2 separate regions of the Zea mays genome follow, and region 1 is linked to region 2. A link is a contact called in public Hi-C data. All regions are on one chromosome and are shown on one strand. Each heading gives the region's core, a stretch centred on a gene start, on an enhancer-like site or on the middle of the called end of the contact. The rest is flanking DNA. Distances are from core to core; before and after follow the strand shown.

Evidence for each region. A called contact is a pair of places that touch in the nucleus more often than the background predicts.
Region 1: a Hi-C map of leaf shows a contact between it and region 2, with 6 times the contacts expected there. The contact joins the promoter of LOC103653138 here to the promoter of LOC100279893 in region 2. A contact is called at or near these places in 2 of 25 Hi-C or Micro-C datasets (ear and leaf).

What each region holds. Positions count from the first base shown.
Region 1 is chr4:40,618,589-40,621,288 of Zm-B73-REFERENCE-NAM-5.0, reverse strand. It overlaps LOC103653138 (S-adenosyl-L-methionine-dependent methyltransferase superfamily protein), which reads right to left and starts at 1,275. Exons shown (of 1, transcript XM_008680096.3): 1 at 1-1,275. The coding sequence starts at 1,036.
Region 2 is chr4:40,317,592-40,320,624 of Zm-B73-REFERENCE-NAM-5.0, reverse strand. LOC100279893 reads right to left here and starts at 1,558. Exons shown (of 9, transcript NM_001320477.1): 1 at 1,183-1,558; 2 at 946-1,090. The coding sequence starts at 1,396.

The DNA of each region.
Region 1 (2,700 bases), core at 26-2,525, 300 kb before region 2:
CCACGAGGCCGCGCGACGCGACGAAGCTGCCGAACGGCGCGCCGGAGTCGACGGCCGCGGTGAGCACGGTGGCCCCCGCGCGCTCCAGCATCCGCGCGGCGAACGTGCCGGAGGGGGAGCCGCCGCCGAGGTCCAGGCCGATGCGCACCGTGCCGTTGGGACGCGCCCGGAGCACGGCGTCGATGGAGTAGGACAGCGCGCCGTCGTCGCGCGCCCATCTACCCCGCCCGCGCCGCAGGTCGAAACATGATCCGCCGTCGCCGTCGCCGCCGCAGCCAGTGATGTTACCGCGGGCGGCCGCGAGGCACGAGTAGCTCTTGCACGCGTACGCGTCCCAGACGACGGTGGTGTCCGGTGGCGTGGTCCACAGGCTCCGGGGCAGCGGCGCCGGCTGCGGGTACCCCTTGGGCGAGCGCGGGCGGCAGCGGCGGCGCGGCAGCGGCTCGCAGCCGCTGAGCATGAGCCTGTGCGCGAGTTGCTCGTCTGACGGGCACTCCCCGCCGGGTGCGTAGTCCATGTAGCGCTCGAGATCGTCCTGAACGCGGACGCACGCGTGGCCCAGGACCGGGACCGCAGCCTCGGTCACATCGTGGTGGCGCGGGCCGACACCGACAGCGAGCCTGAGCTCGCCCGCGGGCTCGCGCTTCCATTCGCCGCCGCCAGTGGCGGAGAGCTCCTCCCGCATGGCGTGCAGGAGCGTGCGGAGGAGCTCGTTGGCGGTGCGGACGCGGGCGTGGAGGTCCGCGAGGTCGGCGCGGCCGGCGGCGAGCGCGGCCTGCGTGGCGTTGAGGTCCGCGTGGAGCGCCGCGGAGCCGTCCCAGAGGCGGACGATGGTGGCGGCGGGCCTGTAGCCGCCGCCGTAGCGGCGGAGCAGGGAGGACCCGGCGCCGGAAGAGACGACGGCGACGGAGACGGCGTTGGTGAGCAGGAACATGAGCAGCGTGGCCGCCGTGGTGCAGCTGCAACAGTAGCAGCGGCGCCGCGTCGGCGGCAGCGGCTTGTTCTTGCCGTTGCCGTGGAGGTCGTCGTCGTCCATCACCGATGGGCTCGATCGATCTCACTTAGCAAGCAGGCAGGATCGAAGTGAGACGAGGGGCACAATGCAGAGATAGCAGTAGTCCAAGAGTAGATCACACATCGAAAAGCTCGCGACCGCTTGCTGCCGATCGTATTCGTATGTACGTACGCCTACAGTTTGATTTGCATAGTACGTGGGCATGGCGGACTAATTGGCGGTTGCTTGCGAGTGCGACGCGGGAAAAGGGGGAGGGTAGCTTCATTTGCAGGCGTGCGCTCGCTTCGAGATGAGAGACGTTAAGAGGCGCCGCCATTTGCTTGCTAGATTGCTTTGCTAGCAACACGCTCGTAAAGTCGTACGTAAAGTGTTTTTTTTCTCTTCTTTTGAGGATCACGTGATGTGCTGAGAGATTGAGTGATATTATACCAAAGTGAAATCCAGGAAGAAAAGCAGTTGGCGGGCGGGACGGCCCAGCACAGCCCAGCCTAATAGGGAGGGGCGGAGGGCGTATTATGGGCTGTAAACATGTAAATGTCCTCACAGTTTTGGACCAGCTGTGGAGTAGGTGGGCTTCAAACCCATGCCGGTAGGCCCGCTAGAGGAGAAATTTACGTGCACTGAACAGGCTAGCTGCTTTCCTCTATCTCTCTCTCTCAAAAAAGAATGAGTAGTACGTGCAGTGTGCAGTGTGCAGTGCATGCAACACGGCATCGGTACCCACTAGACCGCCGCACTTGATACGATTGGCGGCAGGCAGGTTGGGAGTACGGAGCACCGCACAGGCACCCAACCGCCGCGCGCTTTTACGTCCTGTCCATGCACGTATTGGGCCCACTACCAGGGCGAGCAGTGTGCATCCTGGGCCGCCATTCCTTGTTGATCTTGGGTGGGTTCTAGTAGAGTGAGAAGGTGATGAACTAGAGAGAGGGTAGGAATGGGAGACGAGACTAGTGTTGCTAATCATGAAATATAATCTTCCCATGTATGAGCTAATAAGGACATGCTTATATATGACAGCTGGGGACTGTTGGGTGTGTCCCCTACAGCCGGTCAATAAAGACCGGATTGAGCTTAACCTAATTAACCGTCTCTTTAATCGGGCCCTTGATCGGAAGAGCCCATGCTAACCTCGATTGGAGCCCCCAGGCACACGACGCTATAAATATAGGACTAAGGGGTCACAGGAAAGACTAACACTAGTACCTCGCCCCAAAACCCTAGTCCCTAAAGGCCCCCATCGCCTAAGCGTCGGAGTGTCTGGAAACGCGACAACCTACAGCGGCTCGGATCCCGATACCTGCTGCTTCTCTGCAGAGCAACGGAATGAAGATGGCAACAACGACAACTCTCCAACAATCGAGGTTTTTATTCCAATTACGGATTGGTATTCTAGGGACTTAGTAATCGATCCTAAAAACCATAGAATCTAACAATGGTATCAGAACCATGTTATTATTTGTTTTTCTATGCATTATTGTTTATTATGAAGCCTATGTGGATTAATTCTCATTAAGTGCATAAAAATTCAGATTTTTTGTGATGATTGAATATTTTGACCAATGTTGAATATTGTTGCCATTTATACAAGAATTAAGTTTTCTAGATCATCCAACGATGGTTTAGAATTTTAAGAACTAGAAAATTTTGTAGATCAGACATGGTTATTATTTGACCAATGTCAA
Region 2 (3,033 bases), core at 309-2,808:
CGTCGTGCGTGCACAGTGGCGTGTGCGTAATCATGTTGTTGTGTCCGGATGCGACTGCTGTCTTGTTGCCACTGTGCTCCTATGCCCCTGCGTGGGGTAGGTGTGCGCATTAAATGCGAGTGTCCCCTGCTGGCCTTCGGGTGTGCTTTGTCCTCTCTGCCTGAGACCGGCTCAGGCGAGACGGATAGGGCGATTGTAGATCGAGGTGACTTCGGGCGAAGCGGAAACGGGAGGCATGAGCTGCGATAGGCTCGGGCGAGACGAAGACTTGCCTGAGGCGGAAGATCCTCGGGGAGGGGTCTCGGCGCTTATGGGGAAGACTCTTGCGACGGACCTCGGGTGAGGAGATGGCTTGGCCTCTTACCTTCGGGGATTATGTATGGGCCATTAACTTTTTCTAAGCACACTTTTAGAGGTGTAATCCGGGTACCCCTAATTATCACACCCGACACAATTGGTATCCTTTCTAGTTCAAATAAAGACCTGTGAACAGAAAAAGGTATCATGTACCAAGTACTACTATTCATGAAATAGTTTCAAGCCTTCAACCTGGAAACTGAGGTTCATTAACAGGACCTTGTTAGGGCCTGTTAGCATGTAAGAGCTAATTGTTAGCTAGCTAAAATTAGCACTAGTGCATCCAAACAGAAGAGCTAAGGTGGGTTATTTTTTGGCCAAGTCTAAAAGTCTTTAACTAGTTTTTAGCTAAGTTTTAGCCCAACTAATAAATTAACTACCCCGAGCTCATTCAAATAGGCCCTCGGTCAGTTACTCTGTTTAAGCACCGGAATCAGATATCACTATATCAGATCAAATTGAAATGCACTTCTAGTCTGCTACGGGGTTTTTTTTTTGTAAAGAGACTATGCAAAATGCTATTTACATAAAATAAACTCATACTTACAGCTGACAAATTGAGCAAAAGCATCCATCCCCAAAACTTACATTTTGTCGGAGATGACGCCAGAAATGGCACCGGGGAACAGCGCAGCTGCAGTGGTAGAGGCAAGGCGCGCGGTCGTCTGCTCTCTGCCAAGCCCACACCGCACGAACTCATCCTCCCCAAACACGGAATGGATACCTTCAACCACTGACCAACAATAACAAACAACACCGCCCGATTAGGCGCGGCGCGGCAGCTCGACAAAGGCGGGAGACTGTAGGGGCGCGCTAGCTACTCACCGGACGCGAGGGAGAAGAGGACGAGGAAGGCGCGGCGGAACCGGAGGAAGGGTGCGGCTCCCACGTCGAAGGGGGACGAGGGTCCGGTGGCGTGCGCCGCAGTCCTCGGGGAAAGGTAAGGGAGGAGGAGCACCGCGGCGAGGGCGGCGGCGGAGAGGAGCGGGTAGGCGAAGGGGCTGAGTGCCCACTCCTCCCGCTCTACCACCACCCCCATCGCCGGACTCGGCCCGTATCCTCGGGATCCGTGGCTGGGTCGCAGGAGTCGGAGGCGGGTGGTGGGACCGGACGGCGAGGTAGTGGCGTCGCCGACGAGATCGACGGGGAAGGGAAGAGGAAAGGAAAGATGGGAACAGCACGACGAGAAGTTGGGCTGTTGGGCCAAGGCCGCGAAGCACGTATCTGGCCCGCTCCAAATTTCAGTGACCAAAAATGGATGTGTTTCAATTTCAATGACCAAAAATGGGAAATTTGCCAAAAAAATCCCAGTAGAAACCGATCCCGCCTAGGACCGGTAAGGGCTTGTTCGGTTAATCCCGTTAACTATAGAATGGATAGATTAGAAAAAATTAAGAAGTTTGATTTAGGCCTTGTTCAGTTATTCCCATTATATATAGATTGGATGAGATTAAAAAAAATTTAGGCCATGTTCGGTTACATCGGATTGTGGCCATGAATTATTCCAACTAATCAATACTAGTACAAATAAACTTATCATTCTAACCGGAACAGTTACAATGGAACCGTTCCGGAGTAAACGAACAGGTCCTTAAAAGAACTTTGACTTGCTTGTGATTTAAACTCACTCAATCTCACTCAATCCACATGAGTTGAGAACTAACCGAACAAGTCCTTTACTTAAGATTTAAACCTATCCAATTCTACTTAATCCACATATATTGAGAGTTAAGCGAACAAACCCTAACGAGAAATAATAGCGGAACCCGCTGGCTTTCGCTCGAAAAGTTTAACCGTGTCTGTGTCTCGCTAAAAAAAGGCATGGGTGCTCCATGGCTCTGTAGGTTACCGTGAGCCGGTCACGCGAGTCGCTTTGGTTTCGTACCCGTCTCATGATGGAGCGGGGCTTCACAAATGACGCGCGGCGGCGAGACGGAACAGTGTGAGCGTGAATGACTGGGAGGCCGTGCGGTGACACGCAGCGTGGCTGGCCTGGGCGCCTGGCCACGGACGACACGGAGCGCCCGTGAATGACTGGGAGCCAGCGCAGCGCAGCGCAGGGTGCAGTGTGCAGCCGTGCAGGTGCGGGGTGCAGCGAGCCAGCGACGCAGACAGCGCGCGCGATGTCGATGTCGAAGGCGCGGCGACACGTGCTACTGTGACGATGCAGTGGCACCGTCGCATCGAGCTGCCATGGCAACGAGGCCGGCCGCACTCGCCGCCAGTGCTCTGAGAGCACGGCAGCGTGGGCGGGCGTGCTGCGGTGCAGGCGGCGCGCGGTCACGCTCACGCACGCTCGGCGGCCGCCGGCCCAATCGGCTCCCGGCGAGGACAGAAGGCGCACCTGCACCCTGCACAGCGGTCGGCAAGGAGGCGAGTGAAAACAGAAAGGTACTGTACGCGGTACGCCTGATGAATCCTGATAAAAAAAAGGGTTAGGAGGGGTAGGTTTGACCGCGGATTTGACTGGATTGTTAATCAGGCGGCAGCATGGCTGGGTCTGGGTGCACTGCAGACTGCACGCATGGAAGGTCGAGAAAAAGAGAGAGAGAGAAAAAAAAACAATGGCGCGCGCCTGCCGGCGGCCCGGGGCGGTGTGCCGTGCGCGTGTTCGGAATCCCAACGGCAGGCAGCAAATGGGGGAGGGGCGCACGATACGTGATTCCAGTTACTATT